Linked DNA regions of Mus musculus: region 1 is linked to region 2. Evidence: chromatin contacts called from public Hi-C data. All regions are on one chromosome and are shown on one strand. Each heading gives the region's core, a stretch centred on a gene start, on an enhancer-like site or on the middle of the called end of the contact. The rest is flanking DNA. Distances are from core to core; before and after follow the strand shown. Region 1 has its middle 27 kb from the start of Gm26395. Region 2 overlaps Fars2 (phenylalanine-tRNA synthetase 2 (mitochondrial)).

The links. A called contact is a pair of places that touch in the nucleus more often than the background predicts.
Region 1: a Hi-C map of the N1E-115 cell line shows a contact between it and region 2, with 3 times the contacts expected there. The contact joins two enhancer-like sites. A contact is called at or near these places in 1 of 15 datasets of contacts at CTCF or cohesin (the NIH/3T3 cell line), 2 of 484 Hi-C or Micro-C datasets (the N1E-115 cell line and cerebral cortex) and 1 of 9 other capture datasets (pancreatic islet).

What each region holds. Positions count from the first base shown.
Region 1 is chr13:36,678,183-36,685,465 of GRCm38.p6, reverse strand. No RefSeq gene overlaps it. Among named protein-coding and RNA genes, the nearest start is that of Gm26395, 27 kb to the right of the region's middle. Within about 2 kb of position 4,600, at least 4 of the 459 cell types and tissues checked have an H3K27ac peak or open chromatin away from gene starts, as enhancers often do. A contact at or near this core is called in the N1E-115 cell line, where this site is marked.
Region 2 is chr13:36,527,852-36,535,537 of GRCm38.p6, reverse strand. All of the region lies in intron 6 of Fars2 (phenylalanine-tRNA synthetase 2 (mitochondrial)), which reads right to left. Among named protein-coding and RNA genes, the nearest start is that of Gm46409, 81 kb to the left of the region's middle. Within about 2 kb of position 3,472, at least 22 of the 459 cell types and tissues checked have an H3K27ac peak or open chromatin away from gene starts, as enhancers often do. A contact at or near this core is called in the N1E-115 cell line, where this site is marked.

The DNA.
Region 1 (7,283 bases), core at 3,351-5,850, 150 kb before region 2:
TTTCATAAACACTATTTAATATGGCAGAAAAGTAGCATAGGGCAGTTTGGGTCCGAGTTTATGCCTCAGTTCTTATTAGTTGACTGTACCAGTATATCTTGTGCTACTATATCAAAACTAAGGTCTATTCATTCATGTGTGTGTGTTCTTATATATACATGTACATGTATTCTTATATGTACATATATATTCTAGAGGTACAGGAACACATTACCCACACTAAGTTCTAGTAAAGATCCCATGGAAGAGAAGACACATAGTGTAAGATGAAGCAAGAGGATGAAACCAAGACATACAAGTTGAATTTATGACCCTCTCTCCTGGAAAACATCCCCAGTCTATGAAGAGAGAGAACTCACTCTCAGAAGAAAAGCATTAGTCCCTTTGAAGACCATCTCCCCTGGTATCTACCCTGGCAACAAAATTTCCTACGACATGGACCTTAGAGGGACAAACCTCATCATGGAGAACATGGGCAGGAGAGTCCCTGGGTTTAGACTTATCATCTCATTTGTGGAAAGGAGATAATGGTAGCACCTACTTTATAGAATACTTGTGAGAGTTAAGTCTGAGAATAACGTGTCGGAAGATGTTATCATACCAGGTTGTGATTCCTGCTCATTTTAGTTAGGGTTTCCATTAAACACTATGACCAAAAAAAAAGCAAGTCGTTGAAGAAAAGGTTTATTCTGATTACACATCCATACCACTGTTTATCATGGAAGAAGACCAAGGCAAGAACTCAAACAGGGCTGGAACCTGGTGGCTGATCCAGACAGAGACCTCAGAAGGATTCTGCTTACTGGTTTACTCAGCCTGCTTTCTTATCAAACTCAGGACCACCTGCCCTGGGATGATACCACCCCCACAATGGTTTGAGACCTGTCCCATCAATCACTAATTAATAAAATGTCTTACAGCAGGATCTTAAGGAAGCATTTTCTCAATTGAGGTTCTCTCCTTTCAGATAACTCCAAGTTTGTGTGTCAAGTTGTCACAAGACTGGCCAGCACACTGCTATTTCTGTATAAATGATCATTGCTATCAGAAAGGGAAGATACCAGGGAGACCCATTGGCAGCAAAGTGGAGCTCTTCCAACCCCTCAGGTCACCTCATATCAGCCTTTAGAAGTTGTGGATAGGATGGTCATGTTGTTGTAGGATGGGGGTCCAGTATAACCACTCTTACCAGGCTCTAATGGGGTTTGTTTGTTTGTTTGTTTGTTTGTTTTTCTTTTTTTTTTTTCTATTATCAGAACTAGCAAGTCTAAGTTCCATGGATGAGGTAGCCAGGCAGCACATTAGATGGTTCCGGCCACCCCCAGTTCTGAAAGGATGAGACAGTGAAGCATGCTTGGCCCACAGAGGAGGATTTGTAACTTGACATCTTATTTCAGATCTGCTGTAGCTGCCCCATGCTCTCAAAGGCTGCTGCCTTCAGTAGTTTGACATGCATGTCTGTCATCATGAACATGCCATGTGGGGCTTCAGTGACAGGCAGAGCCTCACAGTGACACTGTCTTCAGCAGACACCACACAGAGAAACTTGTGTATGGCATACCTCTCGTTTCTGAGATGTGTCCAGCACCTGCCCCCACATTTTAACACATGACTTTGAGTTTGGAAGGTACATATTGACTTTAGTCCTCTGCTCCCGATTACAGGTTTAAGAGCCTCTGGAACCTTGGAAAGTCCTCTGAAAAGTCTCCGGGTCACACGGTGCTTGGCCAGAGCTCCAGCAGCTTGGGAGTGGGGAGGGCAGATGTTGTTGTTACATCAGTTTCCTTGCTTGACTTGGGGAGACAGGCTTGGCTTCCTCACCCCAAGCTGGGCTGTAAGTGTATTCACTAATTCCTTTATACAGAAGTCCTTTCATACTAATAATGGATTTACTCCAGGGTTCCTGCAGATACCAAACTCCAGATGCTCAAATCCTTCAGATAAAATGTTGTCATGTTTTTGAGAATCTGTGCATGTCCTTCTTTATCTCTAGATGACTTGTAAGTAATACAATATGCATTCTGTGTACTAGCTGTTAGATAGTATTTTAGAGAATTAAAAAGACAACCACTTGAATATGTTCAGGGTTTTTTTTTTAACAAGTTTTTTCCATCATTGGTTGGCTGAATTCGGGAATACTATTGTGGGAAATGCTATGGTACACAACCCTGCCCTGGAAACAGTGAGAAAGTGTGCAGGGCCCACAGGATGGGGGAGCTGTAATGTTGGATAGTAGCTCTGGTTACATGGTGATGGAACTGGAAAGAAAAGAGGCCACAAAGAAGTGCCTGATGTCAGCTACATGGTGGACAAGCAGCCACATGGCTTCAAGGGGAGCTTTAAAGAAACAGTAAGGAAACCCAAAGTACAAGAAGCCTTCTTAGACTCTGGCTGCAACCCAACAAGACCTCATGGCCCTGTATAGAAACCTGCCTTAGACCAAGCTCTAAAAGAGAAACAGAAGAAGAAAGGAAGGTTGGGGAAGATGAAGGTCAGGAAGCTGTAGAGAGGAAGAATCAAAAGATTAATAACCAGCCTGACCCTCCAGAAAGACAGTCCATTTCATGTGCCTCCTGTCCCCATTCTCAACAGCATGGATAGCCTACTGAATGTCAGCACCATTCTTTACAGCAACCTGCCTCCAGGCAGACTAATCCAACCCCTCAAGGTGCAGCTCACTCCCTAATCCAGTCTCTAGAGAATGTCATCGATATACTCATGAGAATGAAACCCTCATGACCAATGGTCTCTTAAAGGCTCCACCACTTGTCAACACTTCAAGGCTGAGCATTAAATTACAATGGAAACGATGGTGTAAAAAAGGGCACATTAGAGCAGAACACGAATATCTTGGACAATGTGCTGGAAAGAGGGATGCTGGAGGGGAAGGTTCACAGTAAGTTCAGACATGGGTGTGCCTGAGGATCCTCAGGGAATGGGACACTTCATTGGGAAGCTCGGGGTTGATGACATCCATCTTTGTCTCATTTCTATGGCATCAGCTCTGCCCTCAAGTAGACATTCCAGCTGACTCCATTTTGGTCACAGAGTCTGATGACCCTTCTGGATGAGAACTGGCTTGTTTTCTTATTAGCAGCAAGAGTTGGTTTTTTGTTTTTGTTGTTTTCCAAGTAGTATCAATGACAATTGTTATTTGCTCACACATCAAGTGTCTTAGGACCTACCTGTGCTTAATAATACTTGTCATGTCATTACTAAATGGTCAGCAATTATGAAAAATCAAATTCAGAAGGGCACTAAACACACTCTATAGTTTCACAAGGGACCACTGTATGTTCTGTGGGTTATGAGGCAGAGAGTGGAGGAAGATGAGGTGGGTGACCTTCACCATGCAGATGTCCCAGATTGCCTCTAGTCGAGTCATGTTCCTGTATCCTTTGGGATAGCCTGGCACGAGTGCTTTTCCTTCTCAAAACTGTTTGAGAAGGAATGTAAAATCTCGAAGAACATCCTTTAGAAATTTTAGCACAATTTTTGACACTTAAAAAAAATCAAATTACAGGCAAAGTAACTGAGAGTAAAGAAATATCTTTATAGATAACCAAACTGTGCCATGTGCTGTTAGCTACAATCTTAAAATGATTGTCTTTTCCATTTAATAATTAACCTGTGATTTCTTCTTTAAATGAATTACATAAGTCTTGATTAACAAACTACAAAGAAGCCCGCCTGCTGTGTGGTTTCAAATGGATTGTGTAATCACAGACATTTGGAGTTTAACTACTCATTATGGTATTAAAGTAGGCAAAATGGGGTTATTTATATGATTTTGTTGTTTCATTTCCAAATGGCCAGGAAAGAGAAAGGGTTATAGATCTTTGTCATAAATAATGCACTGCAAGGTAAACAGAAGACATTTAAACAAAGATGAAGTTTACATGTTTTTCTACCAACCTATCAAATAAAAACAGCTGGCTAGATTGTTATCAAGTGTACCGGGTATGTTTGGGACAATGTGATTAAATAATGGCTGCATGGCATGAACTAAATTCCATCTGTACATTAGGAAGCACTGATGGAAACAAGCAGGCATTCTAACCAGCAGAAGCAGGTCAAATTAGCAGAACCTGTGACCAGCCATCAGAAGTGACATATTATATGTTATTAGGATGGACTGAATTGGAAAGGTTGAAAAGAAGTGATTTTACAGAAAAGTCCCAAATAAAAAAATCAGATGCGCCCTGATGTTGACGTTAATTTTCAGTGGGGACTGCTTCTCACCTGCGGGATCGGTGATGTGCTAGGTGACCAGCAGAGCGATTTATTGATTTCATGAATAACCAGGTTCCGCTGTTGGTATGAGGAAACCCTGCCAGACCAAATAAGTAAAAGGCAAACTGGCGAGAAACATCACTACATGACTCCTGTTTAATGTCATGTATTTTTCACATGCTATAAAGAATGAGGACCAGGAGGATGCCATGTCAGATCTTGTGAGGCATCTTTTGATGCATGTGTGTAGAGTAAGAGTAATGTTTATGTTCCTGATCAGTTTGTTTCTCATTACTTTCCTATGCTTCTGACTAACCACGTCCTGTTGTGCAAGTTACTGAATGATATCAGACTTGGACTGTGGGCCAGTGCAATCCCACAGCAATCACAGGAAAGGGACACAAGAAGATGTCTGTGCACTTGAGCAAGTACATATATTCCCTTGAGATGTGTCCATTTTTTTTCTTCTATGGTTTTAAAGTTTTATTTTTATTATTGTTGGTGTTTTAATTTATAGGCATATGTGTGTGCATTTATGTATGTATGTAACATGTTGAGTTTTTATGTGCAATGTACAACATGTGCATGTAAATGCCTGTTAAGGCCAGAAGATGGCATTGAGTTCCCTGGAACTGGAGTATAGATCATGAACTGACTGATGTAGGTTCTGGGAACCAAACCAGGGTCCTCTTCAAAAGCAGTCAGCCAGAGCTCTTAACCACTGACCCATCTCTCCAGCCCCTCTTCTGTGGTCTTAATAACATACTTATTTATTCATATAAGGAATATGTTTCATGTATCCAAACACTGAATAGCTAAACCACATTGTTAAAGTTCAGCTTCTCAACCTCTCACCTAGTGCCCCTCCCACCACCATGCATGTGGCTTCCAGCAAGAAACATACTATGTACATTTAAACAAAAATGCATTTGTAGTTCCTTTGTTAATTGCATTTCTTACAGTTTGAAGATCAATCTACATCAGTAGACCTGCAGATCTACAAAAAGAGATGGTTCATTCTCTTTAATGTCTGCAACTCAATTTGATTAGGCCTCTCTGATTAACTCATAGAGTGGTTAACTCAGAAAGAGGTACCCTGTGCCTGTTACTGAGATGTTCGTCTAACAGTCTATTATTTATGAGAGCAGGCATTTAAGTAGGGCATTATCCATGCTGTGCAATTCCGTTTAAGTTTCCGTTTTCCTTGTTTCCTTGCTAATTAGCTTACCAGTCATCATGAGCTTACCCATCATCATGTTTCCTTCTGACTTTTTTTCCATACATTTTTAGATTTTATTCATCCCCTTCATCTCCAGCTTTCCATCAGTTTCCTGCCCATCCTTCCTGCTAAACATCCCCTGCCCCTGTTAGATTCAGTAGAATACAGAACTATGCTAAGATGACCAAGTCCAAAAATGTCTGGAATAATAACCACAGCTAACATGTGCGATGAATTCTATGAGCCAGGCAATGCTCAAACATTTTTATTGGACTGATCATTTAATCCTTACAACCACTCAAAGAGCTGGAGCCCATTGCTTTCCTGCTTTTGTAGATAGGGAAACTGAAGCTCATTAAGAATGCTCAAATGTTGAGTGGCAGAATTGGGATTTGATTCCAAAGTCTGCCATTCAGAGAGGACTAAGAGAAAGACAGAATTGGGACAAAATGTCACATGTCTGTGAAGCCTTTGAAGTGTTTCCTGCTTGGGCAGACTCACCACTGTTTGGTTATCTAGCTGTAAGCGGCCTTGACTTGAAGAAGGGGGGATGTGACTCAGCTGACAGGTGGACTTGGGTGCACCCTGTCTTTGGTTTGCATAAAACTCATCCACAAACTGTATATGAGAGAACTTGTCTTGTGCTCTGACAATTGGTGTAATTTTTCTTTGGATTGGTGTAATTCCAAATATGCATTGAAGGAGTCACTTTTTCTTGTCTACTCTGTGATAGGCAGGAAGCTGGGCACCATTCTCCCAGCCAGATATTGTGTTACCTGTGAGCACCCACTGCAATGGCTGCTTAAACATCCTGTGTTCCTCCAATAGAGCCTTGGACACTGGAACACCCTACCTAGTGATGCACCACTACCATTCTTTTTTGATAACACAGTTATCCCTAACCCAGGTTTGCCTAAAACATGATATATATCCAAGGATGATCTTTAAATTCTGATCTAAATCCCAAAGGTGGAGGTTACCACCACAGCCAGTTTATATAGCACTGGAATAAACCCAGGGCCCTGTGCATAATCGATAAGTATTCTACCACCTGAACTACTTCCCCTTGGACCTTAAAAATGCTTGCTAATAGAGCAAGCAACCAAAAAAAAATCATATCTGCATTCCTATAGCCTTCCCTTCAAACTGTAAGGTATGTGCAGAAAGGACATGAGTAACAAAAGTATTCTAGAATTCTTTACCACAATCACAAGTGCCTTACTAATGACCAGATAATTCTCATAATAGTCCAATTCAAACAAAAAGGCTTTTAAAGAAAAATTTTCTTCTTCTCAGTTTTTTCATTAATCTATTCTTTGATCATTTCATGCATGTATATAATACATTCTGGCCACATTCATACCTCCACCCTCTTATCCTCCTCTAGCACCCACTACTTCATATCCTTCCTTATCCCCACATCCCAAGACCTTATCAAACCATCATGGGTTTTGCTCTTTCTACCTTTGCCTTGTGACCACTAATTTATCTATCTATCTATCTATCTATCTATCTATCTATCTATCTACTCACTCACTTTATATCCCAATACTAGCCCTCCCCCTCACCTTCCAGTTTCCCCATAGCTCTTCTCCCATTCCTCTTTCCCCTCTCCTCTGAGAAGAAGGAGGCCACCCCTGAGTATTACCCCTCTCTGGCACATCAAGTCACCACAGGAATAGGCACATCCTCTCTCACTGAGGCCAGATAAGGTGGCCCAGTTAGGGGAATGGGATCCATAGGCAGGCAACATGTTTAGGGACAGCTGTCACTGCAGTTGTTGGGGAACCTGCATGAAGACCAAGCTACATATCTGCTACGTATATAGGCA
Region 2 (7,686 bases), core at 2,223-4,722:
GGCCAGGCAACACGGCAGGGATATGAAATAGTGTGTGTTGCTATGAAAAGGTGCAGTGGGTTTCCAAACCACTAAATGTAGAGTTGCTACATAATCCAATGATTTCTAGGTTTATGTCCCAGAGAATGGAAAGCGGCGGCTGCTCAAACTAAAAGTCAGACAAAAGTTTGCTGCTGAGCCTTGTGATCATGTCTGTACCCTCAGGTAGCTGGCGAGGCTAAGGCAAAAGGTTCACAAGGTCAATGAGCGACTGAACTACAGAGCAAGTTCAAGGCCAGCCCTGGCAACTGCATGAGCCCCTGTGTCAGAACGAAAAGGAAAAAGAGGGCAGGGCCTATAGTTCAGTGGTAGAGTTTACCAATGATGTATGAGGCCACAGGTTCAATTCCTGCCCCACCCCCATAAAGAGGGGCAGTAGGGGACAGAGAGGGAGAGAGAGAGAGAGAGAGAGAGAGAGAGAGAGAGAGAGAGAGAGAGAGAGAGAGATTGATTTTCCTAAAAGCTGTATGTTCAGTCATTACCAACAAATGGATGGATATTAACAGATTTAGTATAGGCAGAGAATGTAATTCCAATGAGTGGAAACTAGGTGAACTTCAAAACCAAAGTAGTAGAAGCTGCATACCACACACTGCATGGTCCCACTGTCTGAAACATCCAGACATCCAGACTAGAGAACTGCCCTATGGCACTGAACTGTATACTTTCAAAATGACTAATTTCATGTTATGTGAATTTCATTTCAATAGGATAGAAATGAAGCATAGAGAGTGTGGTTTCAGAACAGTCTTTCCCACCACACTCAAGAGCTCTGTCAAGCATCCTCCTCCCCTTCACCTCTGAGCTCTTCCTATGACTCGGATCCTGAATCTCACCAAAGGCCCTGGTTACTGGGAGGTAGTGGGGCCTTTAAGATGTAAGCTGTAGCAGGGTGCTTAAGTTTACTGGGGACAGGTTCCTAGAGGGCAGATAAGGGGCACGCAGCTCCTTCTTTCTCTTTTCAAACCCAGCATAGGGTAAATAAGTCTCTCTGATCATATGCTCCCACTCTAACATGCTTCCACAGGCTCAAAACTAACGAGTCAATTGCTCATGGACTGAAGGCTCTAGACTACAGGCCCAAATAAACACTTCCTCATTTCTCAGGCATTTCTCATAGTGACAGAAAGCGAACACATCTAACTTCCTCTAAGCAGCAATATAGTTTTAAAATGACTAAGCAAGACACAGAATAAGCTTGTCTGACTTAGAGAGGACACAGGGATGACCCGGATGACCAGGACACATAGACAAGGAATGCACTGACAGAGGTCTTCCCTACTGGTGCAGTACTGGGTCTGGGCGGCAGGCGGTTGCCATGGCTTTCTGTCCAACCCATAGGGCCCAGCGTTTGGGATGAGTCGAGTCGGCTGTATAATCTGGAGCTTCATAGGCAAATCAAAGTTCACTTTCATGTACTCCACAGTTTCTACTTGTGAGAAAAATAAACAAGATTATCTATTGTTCAGTTAAGGAGGTCAAATCCCTTTGCTGACAAGGTGGAAAAGAATGAAAAAAAAAAAAAAACCAATTTCCATTGCCTTGTAATACTGGCTGATTGTACAATGTGTGGTTGCTGGCTAGAACTTGGCATTTTGCCTTTTTTTTTTTTAAAAAAAACAGAGATTTTAATAAGTACCTTACAGTGTTTTCAACCGGGACTATTCGTTTATAGACTTCGTTAGTCAGTCATTCAACAAAAAGCATCTTGCAGGCACTGAGCTTGACAGAAAGGAGCACAGAGAATCTGTCATCCAGCAGTGGGCCAGTTGGCAGTAAGAGGGCTGGCAGCCACTTGGCGGTAAAGCCAGCTGTGCCACTCTGCAGGCGACAGGGATATCTAAGGGTCTCCTCGTCAGCACATGGGAGATACCATGTGCACTGGCATGGTGCTATTCGTCTAGTTACAGAGTTGGACACTGAAGAAACCAAAAAAGAAATCTGGGTCATTCTGCCTGTAGACACTGGACACAGGCAGCCATACGTGACCATCCTTGTCTGCTCCTGAGTGATTCAGGATGGTCTGCTGTGCCAATACCACAACATCTTGTGCTTCTCCCAACCAGCCTGACATCACCCCCACCCCCTTTCAGGGTCCAACTAGGGGAAACAAAACACATGACTTGCTTTCACCTTGGTCCTGTTCCCTGCTCCACTCTGAACGTCAAGGCTTACCCAATTCCACCTCCCACCCAAGTCCGGATGCTCAGGCAGAAACTGAGAACCAGGATGGGCAATCCCATGTGAACTATGGGGAGAGGAGGCAGGCCAGCGGGACAAGCCAGCAGAGGGGGATTCTGTTTTAGTGCCTCCTCCTCCGAGACTCCTAACTTTAGACCAAAGAGAAAGCTGCGTGGGATTGAGAACAGTCAAGTCTGGATCAGTGAAAGGACTGTCAAGCTTATGCCTAAAAGGGTTTAGCAATCCCCTTCAGGGTATGCATCCAAAGGAGGTTTTAACAGGTGTTGAGAGGACCTGGACCCCATGCTTATTGGCACAGTATTCATAAAGCCAAGATATGAGATTACCACAAGCATCCGGCAGGGGGTGAATGGAAGAAGAAATCAAGAACACTTACTCAATGGAATACTACTCAGTCTTTAAAAAGGTGCGATGGTGTCATCGCAGCAGCATGGGTGGTCCCGAGGATGCTATGCTCAGTGGAGTAAGACAATTACAGAAGGGACACAGTGTGTGCTCTCTCTTATTTGTGGGGCCTAAAGAAGCTGGTCTCACAAAAAAAATAGGGGCGGGGGCTGCCAGAGGCTGGGGTGGGGATGAAAGATCAACAAAGTTATGGAAGGTGAAAGGAGCAGGCTCTAGTGATCTGTGGCAAAGCAGATGACCCTGGCTAGTGACCCTGTTTTGAATATTTTACATTATCTACAAGAGGACTTTAAATGTTCTCAAAACAAAGAGATGACGAATGTCTGAGGTGACGGATATGCCAAGCACCTTGATTACTGTATCATTACACATAGCTCAAAATATTTTACTGCATCCTGTAAATATTCATATTTGTGTCAGTCTTAATGTGAAAAAGCTGAGCAATAAATATCTTAAAACAAAATAGAAAGAGTAATAAAGTGAACCATCATCAGAACTACTTGAAGATTAACTAGTGCTCCCCCCAGCTCAAAGTATGGGGGGTATTTTCTGAAGGGGTACAGGGCTATGGAGCCGCCTGGAAAGAAGGAACAATGGGTCAGAGTCTTGGTGAGGGAGGGAAGACTTCTATTATACAACCACTGGGTTCACCGTGGCAACCAAACTAGCTCTGAACTTGAAATAAAACCCTTCCTCACATGCAGCCCAAACCTATCTCCTACAGCATCCACAATAGTCTGCTTTTCCATCTGTGACAGAGCAGCTACTCTGTGTTCTTGGATGGTATGCCTGACACCTCCCAGAATAGACGAGGCATGACCAGTGGGCACTGCAGACACTGCCTATCCATCCACACAGAGATTACTCAGTGCAGAAAGATGCTGTCCAGAAGAGTTCCACTGACAGAGTGAGAAAGCTGGATCCTTGGCTTTGTAGTCAACTAGTTCCTGCTTGTCAGAGACAAAGGTTCAGCCCGATGCCCCATGTTATCACTCTTCTGCTCAGTGGAGAAAGCAAGTTCATTCAATGTATCCAGAAGCTCGTGGAAGCCAGACAAGAAGCACGGGCGGCAAGACGAGGGAGGGAGGGAGACAGCTCGATGTTACTTCCAAGGACAGGACCGAGAGCTGCCAGGCTGTGGGAGAATGGAGAAGCACCTGACTTTGTAGTTGAGAGAAAGCTGGTTCCAATTCCCGTTCTCTTTGCTGTGAGATCTAGGGCCCCTGCATGACCTCTTGTGCCTTGGAGTTCTTGCCTATGAAGCAAGACCTCCATTTCCTTCTTCTATCTCTGAGGACTAGATGGACACACTATACAGCAATTATTTCAGAGCCTGCCCATCAAGAGTGGATTATCTACTCAGTGGTGGGGACACATTCCAAGACCACAGTGACTGCCCAGTACCAGCAATAGCAACAAACACTATAGATACATTTTTCTAAAGTATGACTGGGGTACCTGTGATGAAATTTGATTTAAATTTAAAGTTTAAGTACATGAGAGGCGAACCCCCCCCCAACCCTCACCCCTCACCATCTGAGGCAGATGGAAGAGCTTGTCCCAGTGAGCTGTCCCGGATGGGGTGTGGGTTAATTGCTGGAGGGTATCAGTGAGGGAGAGCTGACCCTATCACTTCTCTGCTATGAAGTGGTCTTGGATGGGGGAAGATGCCTTCCACCCCCTCACTACTGAAGGCAGACAGGAGAACTGACCCTAGGAGAGAGTGTAGGAGAGCTGGTTCTACAACTCACCTGTCAAGAGGTGGCATGGGTCCCTCCCCCTTCCTATGAGCAATACTGAGAGCTGGCCCAGAGGAGAACTAGCTCTGCCCCCTCACTGGCTGTAGTGCTCTGGAGAGCTGGCCCTGATGGTGAAGTCAAGGGTGAGCCAGCTCAGGGGGTGTGAGAGTAGGAGAGTTGGCCCAGCCCCTTGCAGGCTACAGCACTTGGAAAAGTGCTCCCCACAGCCCCTCCTGCTATGACTGGGCAGCACAGTGGAGTTGTCTCTGGAGGCATGAGTGCTGGTGAGCTGGCCGGAGACCATGAGAGCAGAAGAAATGACCCTGCCTCCTGCCAATGGTGGCATTGGGTGGCCTGGCCAGAACAGTGCTAGAGAACTCACCCCGGTGGCTCACTGACTGGCACAGCTGCCACCAGGCCCATATCCAGAGCTCTGAATTGGCCCACCCCAAAATCTATATCACTTGCAAATGGTTGAGATACGTGAATGGGCCATTCCTGCTTTTCTAAAGCTGCAGGATCTCCATGACGAAGGGCAACAACAGGAGAACTGGGAGGAGTCCCAAGGAGGAGCCAATAGTGATGGTGTCACAGAAACAGAGATCTCGAACCAGACCAAATGATTCATTGTGATGAACATCAGCAAGTGAAGGTGTGTGGACAGAGGGATATATTGTGAGACACACTGTGGCATACTACTACAACTTGCATGATGAGATGTTTTTCGATGTTTTTTGTTTGTTTGTGTTTTTTATTGGGGGCAGGGGAATTCAAGAGCAAAGGGTAGATATTAAGGGAGGGTAGATATTAAGGGATAGGGAGATGTGTAGGGCTGGGGTGCATAATATGATCAAAGAATCAATTAAAATATTTTTTAATAAAAGGATAAAAATAGTAAAATGGAACAATTGCAGTTGCAACTATGTAACAAAAAATTTCCACTGTTGGTGCTCTTGAGCTTTGGGCCTTTATTAAATTAAAGTCTATTTGACTCAAGAACTTATATCACACAGCTGATCTGATATGTGAGAGAACAGCTAGATGATGGATGGGTGGGCAGTGTACATAGCATAGAGATGCTGAACAGACCATGGGCGACATAGCACAAAACTTTATACTACTCCTGGAATTTTAACATTTTGGATTATAGTCGACATCATATAACTAAAACTGCTGGAAGTTAAGCTAACAGGAGTGGGTCCTACTCCTCCGTTGCACACACAATCCTAGCCAGTCAATGTTTAACCTCTTTAATGAATCTGGAATCTGACACTGGTCTGAGGATAGCCAGAGCTATTTCTGACAAAGCATGAAGCACAGACTTGGGCCTGGTCTGAATAAGCGATCCAGACACTAAGTAAACCAGACTACTGCATTTCCTGCTATAAACAATCACAGAGAAAAAATAAAGAAGAAATTCTGGTAATAAGATTTGCTGGGTGGGAGGTGGAGCCCAGGCTCTTGAGCCAGGGCAGTGACAGGCAAGATTGGGTGAGTCACCTTGTGTGGTCTCATTTTCCTTAGCAGTGAGAGGTGGGCTAAGTGAGCTTTAACTTTTTTTCTGGCTCTAATATCCCAAGACTAAACAGGGGGAAGGGAGATTCTGGAGGAATCTAACATCTGCAAAGAATGAAATGGAAGGGCTGAGGCGGGCATGAGGTGATACTGACGTAATGCTGTGAGGGGATACTAGAAGAATGGAGAGCATCAGGCTAGCTTCACCAGCGCAAGTTATTGCTTGGAAGATCAAAGAGTCACCCTCTGTCCAGTGGGTCTCCAGTCAGTCATCCATCAGATACTAAGGCCTTTGGTGCCATCCTCATGCCACCCCTCCCACAGCTGTATCGGTCACTTTTGCACAGCCATGACCAAACACCAGACAGACATAATGGGAGAAAAAAATTGTTTGGTTCATGGTTTCAGAGGGTTTGGTCCATGGTTACTTGGTTTTGTGCATTGGACAGACGGAGGCTTATGTTATGGCAGACAGGAAGTAGAGACAGGAGTTAGAGGAAGGGCCCAGGGCAAGATGTAGCAGAACTACATGGCCAATCTCTTGGCTTACATCACCTTCTAATAGTGTCATAATATAAATATATCAAAAGATTACTGATTAGGTCAGAGCCCTTAGGATACAGTTCCCCAAAAGGCTGGCAACTAAGCCTTCAACACATGAAGCTCTGGAAGACATTTTATATCAAACTGTAACAATAGCAAAGAGGCCTGCCGCCTGAGTTTCAGAACACTTTGTCTTCTTGCCCTAGTGTTCCCTGGAGGCCCTTCAGAGCTGTGCGTTTCTGTAGTTGTCAGCTAGACGAGGAGCTAGCCACAGATAAGTGTCTCCCCGCCACTGCCAAGCTTCCTAGCTCCCAGAGGGATTGCTGTTCCTACGAGTCAGTCATAAGAAACTGGACCAGATGGTTCCTCTGACAGTTTCTGCCTGGAGAAAGACAACTCCCATGCAGGCCGTGATAGAGGCAGGACCAGCAGCTGGGAAAGGAACCAAGCTGGGCCACCCCCACCGGTCCACTCACTGGTCAGCCTCAGTCGGTAACTTAAGAGCTCCGCAGAGACAAATTTTACAGGCAAGAAGTGCTTTTGAACATCAAACACCTGCCAAGTCCTCTGGGAAGTTCAAAGCACCCCCAGTTTTTTTGGGATTTTTTTCCTAACTCTCCCCATAACTTCTGGTACTCTTGAGCAGTGGCTTCTGCCAAGCAGGCATAGGGAGGGAGGTGGAGTCCAGGCCTCCTGCAGGGTGGGGCTGAGTTCTGGATCTTTATCTGAGTAAGACTGAAAATAACTACTTTCAGAAGTCTTTTAATGGTCTCTCTTACTACTGCTTCTCAGCTAGGCTCTGGGGCCAGTTTCTAATCTGATACAGGTTCTTATTCTACAATATAGATACAGACTCTAGAGGTTTTAAAAGACTGACTGAGAAAGAAAGACAAACCAGGGTAATTGTTTCAGACATTTCAGGCTTACTGTTAACAACTGATCTTAAGGTATGCACAGGCAGTGTGACAGAGCCTATAAAGAAGGCCCAGGTGATCACACATGATATATGTGACAGCGTGGATGCACACCTAGGACACAGCATTCAGTGAGACAAACCATAAGCAAAAGGCCAGCACTGTATGACTCTGCTATGTAGAGTGCCTAGGACCCAAATGTACAGACAGCAGAGGCACAGCACTGCCAGTGGCTGGACAGATGTGCGGGTACAGGTGAGCATGGGCAGGTGAGTGGGGGTAGGAGGCACAGAGTTTCAGGCTGGGGAGACGACCACGTTCTAGATATG